Linked DNA regions of Hordeum vulgare: all the other regions are linked to region 1. A link is a contact called in public Hi-C data. All regions are on one chromosome and are shown on one strand. Each heading gives the region's core, a stretch centred on a gene start, on an enhancer-like site or on the middle of the called end of the contact. The rest is flanking DNA. Distances are from core to core; before and after follow the strand shown.

Region 1 (4,880 bases), core at 831-3,330:
GTCATACTTGAAGTTGCGGGTTCACAAAATTTGTGCATATGACATTCTTTCTTCGACATGGCTGGTTCTCGCAATGATATTAGCGTTCTTAAGCATTCTCCAATGTTTGCAAGGCTTGCAGAAGGCCATTGTCTGGAGGACAACTTTGAAATCAATGGCCAACATTACAACAAGTAATATTATCTAGCTCATGGTATCTATCCTCACTGGTCCACTCTTGTAAAGACCATACCTAATCCGCAAGAAGAGAAGAGACAAAGGTTTGCCAAAATGCAGAAAAGTGTTAGAAAAGATGTGCAGCGTGCATTTGGTGCTTCAGTCTTGATGGGGTTTCTTTCAAAACCCTGCATCGACATCGAGCAGTCAAAAGCTTTGAAAAGGTTATGTCTGCTTGTGTGATCATGCGCAAAATAATCGTCGAGGATGGACGTGGTGGCAGCATCTACGACCAAGAGTTTGATTTTCAGGATGAGAATGTTGAGCCTGAGCACCCACCTCCTGCAACCTTTGGACAATTTATCCAATTTTATCGTAACATGCATGATCGAAACATTCATACGCAGCTGCAAGATGACTTAATTGAGCACATGTGAGATCACATTGGCAATCAATAGACCTATGGGTTTAATCTCTCTTCGTGTGCACAAACTTTAAGTGATTTTATAAGACTATTTGATATATTTTTATTTTTATTAAATTGTAATAGAAGACTATTTCGAACATTAAACTATTTGCTATGTTTGATTTGAACTACTTTTGATATGCTTGATTATTGTATTGGGTCTTTGACAGGCAAGATGGGGCAAAAGATGCGGCCCCATGCCGGGCGACTGGTCGGTGAAAACCCAAATTCAGTCGAACACGATCTCATTACCATCCGGAAACTAAGTAAATCTGGATGAAACGGACATTTGTTTGGGTTATGCGTTGGAGTTGTCCTTGATGCTGGTCCGCTGAGCAAAACTAGGAGTAGTCGATGAGTGCGCATGCATTGATAATTGATTTGTAAACTTGCTATCTTGAGCGCTGGCTATTGCCAATTTTGACAATGGATCGCGGGCTAGCTCACGCATCTCGTCTACAAGTAGCTGGCTGGTGTTTGTCCCTATCCCTGCTACAGAAAGTGGCATGTCCTTCCTACGCACGCCGCGCGCGCGATCGCTCGGCGATCCCGGCGACGTCGACGTCCCGCTGCGCTGCCAATACAGACGGTGCGTGCGACGGCGCATCATCAATTTGACCGGTGCGGTGTTCCGGCCGCGCGCCAGCGCCTCCGCTCCGCTCGCGGGCTTCCGTTGACCCCGGCGCACTAGTAAATCACGGCGCCACAGACATCTTGGACAGATCATCCCCGCGATCCAACGTACGCAAAGCACCCACAGACTTGCAGAGTTCGTGCATCGTGATCGATCTTTAAACGCCTGTATAATGGAAGCATATACCTGAAGCAAAGCGGTCATGCTAGTTCTGACGAACGTGCACGTTGAGCAACGTCGTCCTTCCAGAGGCATTGACATAATTTATACACATGGATGTTCACACTCCGAAAAAACCCTGACCAGGAAGGTGCGGATTCAGCATCAGAAACCGGTGTGGTGCGTCTGATTCATGGCCGAGTCATCAGCAGATAACGATCCCAGTTCGTGGCGTATCGCTGGCGAACCTCCGATGCTAGTAATTGTCACCGCCTGCCCGCTCAATTACTACTTTCTGCAACAACGGAACGGAACGGATAACACCGACAGCCGTTAATCAGTTCCCCTAGATCCTGGCGCGTGTGGGTGAGACACGCGTCGCAGACGGACGGCGATCCACGAGCTCACTCACACTGAAACGGAGCAACGTTCACAGCTGCGGCGCATTCATGGCGGTATCTCTTTCCAGGAAATCGGGCAGCTGGATTGAGGTGTATATCCACAACCGCAATTACTCGTTATACAAAATCTGAAAAAAGGGAAAGAAAAGCTAACGTCACGTTGGGCCGAGCTTTTTGCAGTCCAACCCTCGGACTTGCCCACCTCTCCGATGGAGCCACACCCTTCTCCAGCCTATAAATTGATGCTCGCTCCGCCTCCATTTCATCCTCCCTCTCTCATCTTCCTCCTCCACGTTCTCTCGTCGTGCCTCCACCTGCTTCTCTTTCTGCAGCCTAAACCTGTGCGCCACACACAACTCTTCTTCAAGAGCCTGTGAATCTCTAGAGGCATTGAGTCCGTCTTGAGTTGTTGTTAGTGTCGCCTTGGTCTTCTGTTTTTCGCTTTCGTGCCGATCCACTCCGGTGCTGTTGGGCGGCGGTCACGATGGCCGGCGGCGCGGTTGTGAACACCGGAGGGGGGAAGGACTACCCCGGCAAGCTCACCATGTTCGTGCTCTTCGCCTGCATCGTCGCCGCCACCGGCGGCCTCATCTTCGGATATGACATAGGCATCTCCGGTACGTCCATGTCCACCGCTCTATTTTCGTAGTAATTTTCATCATGATTACAGAGAAGTGGCGCTCGACGTGCTAAATTTTGTTTGCATCCATCGTTTCATTTCATCATGGAAATTTTGTTTGCATCCGGCATGCTGTGTTCCACCGTCCACCTACCAACATGCATAATTTTCGGCATTGTTTATGCACATGGAAACAAATCCGTGATATTCCATTCCATTTATTTATCCCACTACCCACCGGGTTCTTGCCAAGCCGCCATGAATCTTTTCATGTATCTCTCACCTCGCATTCTTTCCGATAGGCAAGCTCTAATATTCTCCTAGTATTTCTCTCACGCGCATCATCATCATCCTCGTCCTCGGAGATGTGCATGCAGAAACTTTAAAGCGAAATCATCGACAAAGGAAACTAATTAATTCTTTCTAATGGCTACCACCAGGTGGCGTGACCTCGATGAACCCCTTCCTGATGAAGTTCTTTCCGGGCGTGTACCACAAGGAGCAGGAGGCAGAGCGGAACCAGAGCAACCAGTACTGCAAGTTCGACAGCCAGCTGCTCACCATGTTCACCTCCTCGCTCTACCTCGCCGCGCTCGTCGCTTCCTTCTTCGCCGCCACCGTCAGCCGCGTCGCCGGCCGCAAGTGGTCCATGTTCGCCGGCGGGGTCACCTTCCTCGTCGGCGCCGCGCTCAACGGCGCCGCCAAGAACGTCCTCATGCTCATCCTCGGACGCGTCCTGCTCGGCATCGGGGTCGGCTTCGCCAACCAGGTATGCTTCTGCTGCTGATTCATAGATACATACTACGACGAATTGATGACCTGGGTCGTCACTGTTTCTTTGACTTTGTTTGTGACGTTTCTTTGACGCTCCATTTTTCTTCTGTCATTGACTCTCTTCTACGTACTATAGCTTGAGGAAAACTGCAAAAATTTCAGACCTTGCTTGAACTTGAAGTTACTTGTATTTACAGTTTGGCTGATGATGTTTTTTACTGCTTGCATTGGACAGTCGGTGCCGGTGTACCTGTCGGAGATGGCGCCGGCGAGGCTGAGGGGGATGCTCAACATTGGGTTCCAGCTGATGGTCACGATCGGCATCCTGTGCGCGAACCTGATCAACTACGGGACGTCCAAGATCAAGGGCGGGTGGGGCTGGCGCGTGAGCCTCGCCCTGGCCGCGGTACCGGCCGGAATCATCGCCATCGGCGCGCTCTTCCTCCCCGACACCCCCAACTCCCTCATCGACCGCGGCTACACCGACGATGCCAAGAAGATGCTCCGGCGCGTGCGCGGCACGGACGACGTCGAGGAGGAGTACAGCGACCTGGTGGCCGCCAGCGATGAGTCCAAGCTCGTGAGCCACCCGTGGCGCAACATCCTCCAGCGCCGCTACCGGCCGCAGCTCACCTTCGCGATCGCCATCCCCTTCTTCCAGCAGCTCACCGGCATCAACGTCATCATGTTCTACGCGCCCGTGCTCTTCAAGACGCTCGGGTTCGCCGACGACGCGTCCCTCATGTCCGCCGTCATCACCGGCCTCGTCAACGTCTTCGCCACCTTCGTGTCCATCGTGACCGTGGACCGCCTGGGCCGCCGCAAGCTCTTCCTGCAGGGCGGCACCCAGATGCTGGCCTGCCAGATCGTGGTCGGCAGCCTGATCGGCGCCAAGTTCGGGTTCACCGGCGTGGCGGACATCCCCAGGGGGTACGCGGCGTTCGTGGTGTTCTTCATCTGCGCGTACGTGGCCGGGTTCGCATGGTCCTGGGGCCCGCTCGGGTGGCTCGTCCCCAGCGAGATCTTCCCGCTGGAGATCAGGTCGGCGGGGCAGAGCATCACGGTGTCGATGAACATGCTGTGCACCTTCATCATCGCGCAGGCGTTCCTCCCCATGCTCTGCCGCTTCAAGTTCATGCTCTTCTTCTTCTTCGGGGCGTGGGTGATCGTCATGACCCTCTTCGTCGCATTCTTCCTGCCGGAGACCAAGAACGTGCCCATCGAGGAGATGGTGCTCGTGTGGAAGGCGCACTGGTACTGGGGCCGCTTCATCCGCGACGAGGACGTGCACGTCGGCGCCGACGTCGAGATGCGCTCCAACGGCAACGGCAAGATCCAGGCTGCCAAGCTCCCGTGACGTGGAAACATCGTCGCTGGACAATAAGCTGTTACCATCCGAGGCCGAGGACTTTTTTAGTCCTGACTTGATTTTTCATTTGTCATCTTCTGTATTATAATTGTCATACGTAGGATGATGACGAACAATCAGTGCGTCACTAATTATTCCACATTTCCTTTTCTTTTTATACTAGTATTAAGTTTGGGCTCCTTTTGTGCCCGGATATATACTCTGGTGCCGTGGTGGCTTTGGGCCAAAGATGAATATAGATGCTGGTCGAATGAAATTCCTTGTCTGTGTCCGCTCTGAAGTAACAAGATTTTAAATATAAA
Region 2 (4,880 bases), core at 1,305-3,804, 360 kb before region 1:
TGTTATAGGAATTTCCAAGCTCCTCTTCATCTTGTAAGCAACGTTTCTCTCCATGATGTTCATATTGTCATGCCCCCTGGTAGTATATTTAGATGCCATAACTGACCCCCACTTAGGATTCTTGGATGGAACCTCTTGAGCCTCATTCACAAAGTCCAGCAGGGACCTCTTCAGGCTTGAAAATTGAAGCATCTGCACTGTTTCAGAGGGAAGAGTCCCTAGCATCACATCCTCTTTTGGGTCCATCTCATCTTCACAGTCAACCTTGTCAACAGACTTGAATAAGGATTCACAGTATTCCTTGTTATCAGATATTCGAGCATCCATCAAAGAGACATGCCCAAAGTTAAGAGGGGTAGAAACCCCAACTTAAGTATTTTCTCCCCCAACAACAACAGGACTAAGCCCAAATTCATGAGCAGTGAATGGATTCAGAGAGCCCTCACCACAACCAAGTTTCTGCTCGGAGAAACCCCTAGCAGTAGCAACCTCCATGATAAAGCTTTCATGGTCAACATGTGAGGGAGGTCCAAAAACAAAAGTTTTGGATTTACCAGCAGAGCCACAATTCCTCTGGCCAGGGATATTAGACTTGTCAAGTTCATCAATGGCAATCTCATCATCCACAAGATCATCCTGCATCTCATCCTTGGATTCTTCCTCCTTATCATCCCCAAGATCTTCCTCAGCACCTCCTGCATTCACATCTTCATCTTCAGAAACAATATCAATAACAGAGTCCACACCACCCACCTATTCAAACCCTTCAACAGTAAACCCCATCAGGAACAACTTTTTCTTCATTTCAATCAACCTTTCAAAAGGAATTCATGTCGTGTCCCTGCAAGCAATTTTGACCGTCACATTCTCAAAGAAGGTCCTAAACACTCCATTCCAATCAACATCTGTTAAGAACCCAAACATAGAAGCCACCTGGGCAAAAACTTTCGAGGTACACCATTTAGGTGGGATACCTTCAATCAAGACCCAAGCTTCCACTAATTCTCTAGAAGGATCACAAGCACCTTTCCATTTAGTCATCTTAACAACAACATCTTGAGGGAGGCAGAAACCTAGTAACTCAATCAGATCCTCAACTTTCTTTCAAGGTGGAAATCTAACCAGGAAGGTTTTGTGGGATATCTCCCTGATCTGCCATGGCCATTGCTTTGACTTACACAAAGTATCAGTCAAAAGACTTAGTAGCAGATCCTTGTCCACATCCCCCTTGGTAATATTCACCACATCACAATTATGGAAATTAAGCGAGTTAGATTCATTAGCAACATGCACATCTACATGGTAAAAACCAAGCCCTCTTGCTCCACTACCCAAAAAGGAAGCAGTTGATTGGATCTTGGTCAAGGCAACATAGTTGTTAACATTATGATTCTACTGATAGAGAAAACACAATTTCGGCTTGACACAATTACCAACATAGTGACGAGGACCCCAGAGTTAAAGCATATCATGTCCTTGTACCTGGGATCAAGCGGCTGCTCCAACTCCACCTCCTGAGCCTGTGAGGATTGGACTTGAGACGGAGTGGCAGTGGAAGCAGTAGATTTGGCGGGCCTTGGAGCAGGGACAGACTCCTTGGCAGCCACCGAGACTGTCTTGCTCGCACCAGCAGAGTTGACCTTCTGCGCGACAGCCTTAGCAGGACGAGTCGCCCCAGGGCCAGAGCTTCCACCACGGCAATCCGCCATCTAAGCACCCTTTTTGACAATATCCACAAACAAGGAAGAACTAGGGCCTATACCTTCACGCACCAGATTGATAAATTTAGGGGGTGGATCAGAGGGGCGGCGAACAACAGGGTGGCAATCAACATCAGTGAACGAGGCGGAATTTACAAGATCCTTACGGATCCAGAAAAGCATCTCAGAGGAGTGCCCAACACCCTTAGTTTCGGATGGAGGAAGTGGACGACAACGACGGAGGGGAGAGGGAACGAGCCAGAGCTGGCTGAAGTGTTCCTCTACTTCTAGGCCTTCCACGGGAGAACGCGCATTCCTACAACCCGCTTTCTTACCAAGGAGCGGGCATGAAAAGTGGGTCCCCTTTGTAAGTTGGAAAGAAGTGGAGAAATCTCACCCCTCACCAATGTAACATCCCCACCGACGACCACCACCGTCGGCAAATGATCCCCACCAATCAAGCCTTCTGACGACCCAGCAAAAGGATGAATTGGATCCACAACCGTAGAAACGGCATTCACCTCGGCGGGATTAACAAATTGCTGAGAGGAACCCCTCAAATTTTCACCACCAATTTTTTTATAGCAAAATTCCAAGAATCTCTACCGCATCTAGCACGGAACGCAAGCAATCTAGTCTTAAAAGAGGGGAGAAGACGAATAGGATCCATGCCTCCATCATCAGGCCAAGGAGAGCCCGCCGACGTTGACGAAACAGGGCGGGATCAGAAGTTGGCGCGGGGGAAGCACCCCCGACGGTAGCATTTCCGGCAGGATCCTGGTAAGGGCGTCCACCCGCGACGGACGGATGTTGAAACATGAGGGATTGCCATCAGGTAGAACGCCCACCGTGCCGCTTGCACCGGATCGGACGACTCGGCCTCGTGGGTGGCCCAGAAAAGGAGCTCCACATCCATGCACCGGTCATCCCCCGTGAATCGACAGGACTCGACGAAAGTCACGTATCAGATGATTCTGATGTGGATCTACAACCACTCTCGATGTTTATCGGATGATTTCGACGTGAAAGTCGAGTTGGTCTCCTAATGTTTGAGATGTGTTTGTTTGGTGTCCGACGGCTGCTGTAACAAAGACGAGGTGCCGGATTTGGACCTCTTTGTTCATGAATTGCTGTGCGATCGGCAGTTAATAAGACCATCGCAATGGTAAGCGAAATCTATCTACTCCAGGGCTGAGTTGGTAGCCAACCCGCCCCCACCTCCGCCGCCCCTGACCCCTCCCCTGCCGCCGCCGCCCCGCCCACGCAGGCGATTCTCGCCGGCCTCAACGCCGGATCGCACACTGTCTGGCCGGATCGCCCCGCTGCCACCACACTCCTAAGCCGCGGTAACCTTCATTTATTCCTACTGCTCATTAGTGTTTGTTTTGGATCTTAGTTTGGATTAGATTAGAGGTGATATTACCCATGCCGATTTTACTGCCAAATTTCAGCTAAGTAGTTCCGTTCCCATATCTCTTCCTTCCACAGACCACCGACCACCGTCAATGGCACATGATTTGCCGATTGGATGGGAGCCGTGGACGGCACCGGCGTTGGAGGACCTGCTCCCACGACTCTGCACAACTATTTGCGCGAGCTGCCGCGTATCCCCCCGGGCTCTAGTGTTATATTTCTGTAGCAACTCCACCAAATTAAAAATGATTAGCAAGAAATAGGTATAGATTAACTGTTGCATGCTGTTAAGAAATTGGGAATACATCAAACTTTCCTGCACTGCGGTTCCTAGCTTGCTTTGGTGCTTTAGGAATCAGCCCTGTAAAATCTAGAATCAACAAAGCCGCAGATTGCTACTAGACCTAGAAGAAAGCACTAATTAACTTAAAAGATCTTATGCTGTATTGTGTGTTAAAGACTACAATTAAGTTTGATTACACACAATAATCCAGTTGGCACATAGCATAGTTCTAATTCTAATTTATGAATCGAAAGAAAGTTTTCCTTTGAGAGTTGCGACCCAAACAAAGTGCCATCCCGTTTTGATGAAGTAGCTTTGGGTTTCAAATGAAGAACTGCTGTCTCTTCAGCATGGAAACTGTTCATATTAACTCTGCTTTGTTGGCCTGTGTCTATGTTGTAACGCCAGCTTGTATGAGTATAACTGCAGTTAGTGAACTGATGGAGCCTTGTATTTTTTTTTCATACACGAGTTGAACAAATAATTAATCAATCAAACATTCAAACTTCTCCAATTGCGTTGGATGCAGGGAGCGTGACTTCATGATGATTCACCATGTCCGCTACGCTCTCCACAATTACAATGCCAGACACCCGGTATGCATGTCCAGTTCACTTCATTCAAGTTGGAATTCATGTTGGAGTCCTTGACAATTTCATCGCAATTGGTTCCTGCTGCCTCGAGCTGCATGGCATGACAGGAATGACCAATCTCTGCCTGCCTGCCTGCCTGCAGGGTAAATAGTTTGATGCTGTGAAGCCTCTGATGGTTGCCGGAGCGTTTTCCAGGGGCCAGGTGTGGTATCACCTCAACTTCTGGGCTTGCTGCCGCAAGACCAAAAAGATCAAGCGCTTCTTTGCTGAGGTGCATTACAAGACAGCGTTCAGCGCTCTCACCAGCCACCACCGGTTCAAGGAGCTGAGAAGCCACCCAGCAGCACTAGCAGCAGCTCTGTTTACTGGGACCTGCCACCACCAGTCCCAGGAGAAGCCACCCAGCAGCAGCAGCAGCACTGTCTGCTCGGACCTGCCACCACCAGTCCGAGGAGATGAGAAGCCACCCAGCAGCAGAAGCTCTGTCTGCTTGGACCTGCCACCGCCAGTCCCAGGAGCTGAGAAGCCACCCGTCACCAGCTCCGTCTTCTCGCTGCTGTCACCACCAGTCCAAGGAGCTGAGAAGCCCAGCAGCAATAGCTGGCACCCTATTCCCATCGTTGAAACATGCACCATCCATGCTTGTCACCACCAGTCCAAGGAGAATTCTGTATCCATGCTTGTATATGAACTTAATTCTTTCTTTCCTGTTAGCTGGTTGGCCTGATATGATTGATGCATGGTTGTAGAAGAGCCTCTTGGACGGTACTGGAAGACCTGCGCATTCTGTCCTGGTCACCTAGGCATTTTGCACCCAAAGGGTCGCAAGTTTGTCTGTGGGAATGACAAGGACAGGATGGTACAAGGGATCCAGGCGTGCGGCAATTCAGG
Region 3 (4,880 bases), core at 1,507-4,006, 300 kb before region 1:
GGAAGTAACTTGATATGAAGCTTCACGATCACCATCATTGGGTTCCACTTCAACTGGTGTAGGCGCCACAGGAACAGCTTCTTGCGCCCTTCCACTCTGTGGTTGAAGTGTTGGTTCGATAACCTCATCAAGTTCCACCATCTTCCCACTCAATTCTTTTGAGAGAACCTATTTCTCGAGAAAGGACCCGTTTCTAGAACCAAACACTTTGCTTCCAGATCTGAGATAGGAGATATACCTTACTATTTAGGTATCCTATGAAGATGCATTTATCCGCTTTGGGTTTGAGCTTATCAGACTGAATTTTTTTCACATAAGCGTCACAACCCCAAACTTTTAAGAAACGACAGCTTAGGTTTCTCCAAACCATAATTCATACGGTGGCATCTCAACAGAATTACGTGGTGCCCTATTTAAAGTGAATGCGGTTGTCTCTAATGCATAACCCCAAAACTATAGTGATAATTCGATAAGAGACATCATAGTATGCACCATATCTGATAGGGCGCGGCTACGATATTCGGCCACACCATCACACTATGGTGTTCTAGGTGGCATTAGTTGTGAAACAATTTCCACATTGTCTTAAATTGTGTACCAAACTCGCAACTCAAATATTCATCTCTACGATCATATCGTAGATATTTCATCCTCTTGTCACGACGATCTTCAACTTCATTCCGAAATTACTCGAACCTTTCAATAATTCAGACTTGTGTTTCATCAAGTAAATATACCAGTGTCTACTCAAATCATCTGTGAAGTAAGAACATAACGATATCAATTGCGTGCCTAAGCACTCATTGGACTGCATACATCAAAATGTATTACTTCCAATAAGTCACTATCTTGTTCCATCTTAATGGAAAATGAGGCCTTCAGTCATCTTTCCCATGTGGCATGATGTGCATGTCTCAATTGATTCAAAATCAAGTTAGTCCAAACGATTCATCTGCATGGAGTTTCTTCATGTGTTTACACCAATAGGCATGGTTCGTATGTCTCAATTGATTCAAAAACGAGTGAGTCCAAAGATCCATCAGTATGGAGCTTCTTCATGCATTTTACACCAATATGACTAAAGTGTCAGTTTGTGACAGCCCCAATGCAATTCTTCCCCCTTTTTGTTATCTTTCCTTGGTTGGCAACCTTTATATGGTATTATATGTGGTGCGAGCCCATCATTGTGTCTTCATTCCATGTGCATTAGATATCATGCATGGCATCACCCTTTGTCTTGTCTTGTTGTCTTGTGTTGCACCTTTGGTGATTGAAAGTGTGAGTGCCTTGTTAGTGTGGCATTGTGTTGATTGTGTGATGAGAGTGGGTGCAACAAGAGCCACTTTAAAACCCTTGTTGCACCATGACCATAAAACCCTTCCCTCTCTTTTCAATTTATTGTGGTTGTTTTAAAGTTTCTTTTTGGCCCACTAAAAATGTTCATCTCCTTTGAAAATCCTTTCAAATATTTGTGGGTGGCAACACTCACCTATTTGAATTTATTTTTCCTTTGTTCTTATTTTAAAAAAGACCCAATTTCAAATAAAAAAAATTATTTTTATTTACCCTAAAATGTCCCATCTGTTTTTATAAATAGGAGGAACATTTTAGAAGAATAGTTTCATTTTTAGTTTTATTGTTTTTTCTATTTTGCCACCCTGGTTTTTATTTCAAAATCTTATTTGGTTTTATTTAGAAAGTTAGATTGTGTTTGTTTTAGAGAGAGATGAGAGAGCAGAGTGGGCTTCCTAGCCCATCTCCTTTATCTCTCGCGAGCCCACCTCCCTCTCCTTTCTGTGACACCGTTTTCTTCTTCCCCCCTTTTCGTCAGGCAGCGGAGATGTGTGAGAGCGAGGTGCCGCCGTGACACCCGACGGATGTCGAGGTCCGTCTCCCGTCGCAAGCCCCTTTGGCATGCCTAGGGTTCCGCGCTCCCCTCCAGCCGCCGCCATCTCCCTCTCCCCTCCTTCCTCTTCCTCCCCACGGTAAGTTTCAGAGAGGGTTCAGGTTTCAGAGAGCAGGGGAGCATCGCGTCGTCCCCGCCTTCTCCTTCATCGCTGTCAGCCTCTCCGCAGCGTCCGAGGCGCCCACGAGGGAGCTGGCACCATCCTCGTCCCGTTCCCGTGCTAGGAGAGGCTAAGCCCCCTCCGTGGCGTCGGCCCCGTTGTCGTTCGCCGACGCGGAAGCCTCGCTGCAACAGCTCCGCCATGGAGCCTTATCGCCCTGTTCTTCCCCTCCCGCGCCCGGTCGCCTCCCCTACGTGCCAGTGGGTGAGGCAGCTTCGTCCTCTTCCCCTCCCGCGTGCTCTATCCCTCTCCATCGCGTAGTCATCGCCTCTGGAGTGCTCTGCCATGGCCGGAAGCACCAAGCTTCTAGCGCCACCAGCAGGTTCCCCTTCCGCCGCGTTAGCCCCGGGAATGGAACCCCCTAGGACCCCGCAACCCCCACCGGAGGCCATCCCCGCCGTTGGTGGCCCGTGTGCTCGCCGGCGATCGCCTCTGTTTCGGTCGGCGGACTTGCAGTGCACCGCAAAGGGGCGTGCTCAAAACAAGCAAGACCCCCTCTCTGTTCAGATCCCCCTACTAGCCCAGTGGTTCCAGCGCTGCGTCTCGACCCCGTGGTCGTGGCTTTGAATCCCGCCGGTGCCCCCCTTTTTATTTCATTTTTCCTACCTGTTGCGAGTAGCAGTGGGGCTATCTTAGTTGGATAGCCCCCCTCTGTGATCAGATTCGAGGTTGTAGCGTAGTGGTGTGGTGCCGTGAGTGTGTGCGTGAGGTGCAGGGTTCGACCCCCCACCTGCACCTTTTTTTTTGTGTGGTCTGTGTGTGTGTGTGTGAGTGCAGGGCCATTTCTTTTTCTTTTGTGTGGTCTGTGTGTGTGTGTGACTGCAGGGGATCCCATGTGGCCATGTGTGGGATCCCATGTGCCATGTGTGTGCAGCTGTGTGTGTGGGGTTGTGTGTGTGTGTGTTGTGGGGCATGGCCCACTTGCAAACACCCACTAGGGGCCCTGGTGCAATGACCAGTGGGTCCCATGCCTTATTTTTGTGTGTGTGTTTTGAGTTGTTTTCCATTTTAGATATAGTTCAAATAGGGATATAGCCAAATTTGGCCTATGACAAATTAGAAAGTTTTGGCTTATAGATGTATTAGACCTATGTGCATTTCTCTTCTTATTTGTGGCTGTTATATTACCTTTTGTGGATTAATTCCAGAAGTGGGAATTGCCTAATATGGTTTATACTAGATATGGCAGGGCAAGGACAGCTCCTGTTCTTGGCAGAGTTAGTTTAAATCTTGTGTAGCATTTCTTTTGTTGTTTGTGGCGTTTTTTTGCATGCCTATATAGCAGTGTAATATATGGATTTGGGGTAGCAGAACCCAAGGAATCCAATGGTGGCATTGGATTCCAGATTTGAGCAGTTCTCCACAAGTGTCACTTTGTGATGAGGTGGCACTTTTTTACCTATGTAGGTTGGTTTAAGTGCATAATTAGGGGTTGAGCATCCATGCATCATATTAGGTAGTGCATCATGTTGTGCTTGTGCTGTGGTGTATATCGTGTGTTGATTCTTGTTGTTCCGGATTGTTTCTCCTTGATAGAGTTCCGCAAGCAAGTCGGAATGTGAGGACCCGTTCGACTACGTCGGTTCGTCTGCTTCACGGATTCGTTCTTCTTCCAAGCGGGATCTCAGGCAAGATGATCATTTCCCTAGATACCATTACTATCATTGCCATGCTAGTTGTCGTTTCTTTCAATATGTCTTGTTGCCTACCACCTGTTAAATGTAAGCCTCTCAACATTGCCATGAAACCTTCAACCTGTTCACAACCTAGCAAACCACTGATTAGGTATGTTACTGCTTGTTTAACCATATGTTACGTTGCTAGTTGTAGGTGCAGTTGTTTCCATGTGATAACATGGGTTCCTTGTCTTATCACCTTATTAATTGCTATTTAATTTAATTGACCTATATACTTGGTTAAAGGTGGAAGGCTCGGCTTTCTAGCCTGGTGTTTTGTTCCACCTTTGTCGCCTTAGTTTCGGCTACCGGTGTTATGTTCCATAATTGAGCGCTTCTAACACGATTAGGGTTGTTATGGGGACCCCCTTGATAAATCGTTTTAGATTAAGACTGGTCTAGCAATGCCCAACTTTGGTACTACATTTTCCTAATAACTAATGAACCACATAGGGAGTAATTAACCCGAGGAAAATTAATCAACCCCCGGGCCAGTGCTCCTCATGTGTGTTGGTCCAACCTAGAGCACTATGCGGGGCCAACCCAGGGCAACTTGGGTGATTTCTATCAGGCCACCATACGCGTCGCTTATCCATCGTGTCCTGAGAACTAGATACGCGGCTCCTATCGGGATCGTCGACACGTCGGGTGGCCTTGCTAGATTAGTTTTACCTTTGACGAAATATCTTGTGCATCGTGATTCCGGTGATGCTTTGGGATTTGCCACAGTTGAGGTTTTCCACTAAGTAATCCGACGAAGTTACAAGTTTCATGATCGAGGCTTTCTATGCGGCTTGTGGTAATTTATGATGGACTAGTTGGAGCACCCCTGCAGGGTTAAATCTTTCGGAAAACCGTGCCCGCGGTTATGTGGCAACATGGAAACTTCGTTTAACATCCGGTTCTAGATAACTTGAAGTTAACTTAATTAAAACTTGCCAACTACGTGCATAACCATGACTGTCTCTTTCGTGAGCTCCTTCTCCGATCGAGGACACGGTGGGGTTATCTCTGACGTAAGTAGGTGTTCTAGATCATTCATTTGATCACCAGTAGTTCACGTCCGGTATGCGTAGATCATCTCCCTTTTATTCTGGTACTCGTAAGTTAGCCACCTCAATTAAATTCTTAGCCACTT

What was found. Hi-C and Micro-C count contacts between places; a contact is called where the count stands out from the background.
Region 2: a contact with region 1 is called in a Hi-C map of leaf, with 4 times the contacts expected there. The contact joins the enhancer-like site here to the promoter of LOC123425709 in region 1. A contact is called at or near these places in 2 of 6 Hi-C or Micro-C datasets (leaf and seedling).
Region 3: a contact with region 1 is called in a Hi-C map of leaf, with 5 times the contacts expected there. The contact joins the enhancer-like site here to the promoter of LOC123425709 in region 1. A contact is called at or near these places in 1 of 6 Hi-C or Micro-C datasets (leaf) and 1 of 1 datasets of contacts at active chromatin or transcription factors (embryo).

Annotation. Positions count from the first base shown.
Region 1 is chr2H:170,088,564-170,093,443 of MorexV3_pseudomolecules_assembly, forward strand. It overlaps LOC123425709 (sugar transport protein MST6), which reads left to right and starts at 2,081. Exons shown (of 3, transcript XM_045109421.1): 1 at 2,081-2,433; 2 at 2,876-3,204; 3 at 3,445-4,837. The coding sequence starts at 2,301. The coding sequence ends at 4,566.
Region 2 is chr2H:169,730,322-169,735,201 of MorexV3_pseudomolecules_assembly, forward strand. It overlaps the pseudogene LOC123426011. Among protein-coding and RNA genes, the nearest start is that of LOC123425708, 63 kb to the left of the region's middle. Within about 2 kb of position 2,555, at least 1 of the 3 cell types and tissues checked has open chromatin away from gene starts, as enhancers often do. A contact at or near this core is called in leaf, where this site is marked.
Region 3 is chr2H:169,784,850-169,789,729 of MorexV3_pseudomolecules_assembly, forward strand. No RefSeq gene overlaps it. Among protein-coding and RNA genes, the nearest start is that of LOC123425708, 120 kb to the left of the region's middle. Within about 2 kb of position 2,757, at least 3 of the 3 cell types and tissues checked have open chromatin away from gene starts, as enhancers often do. A contact at or near this core is called in leaf, where this site is marked.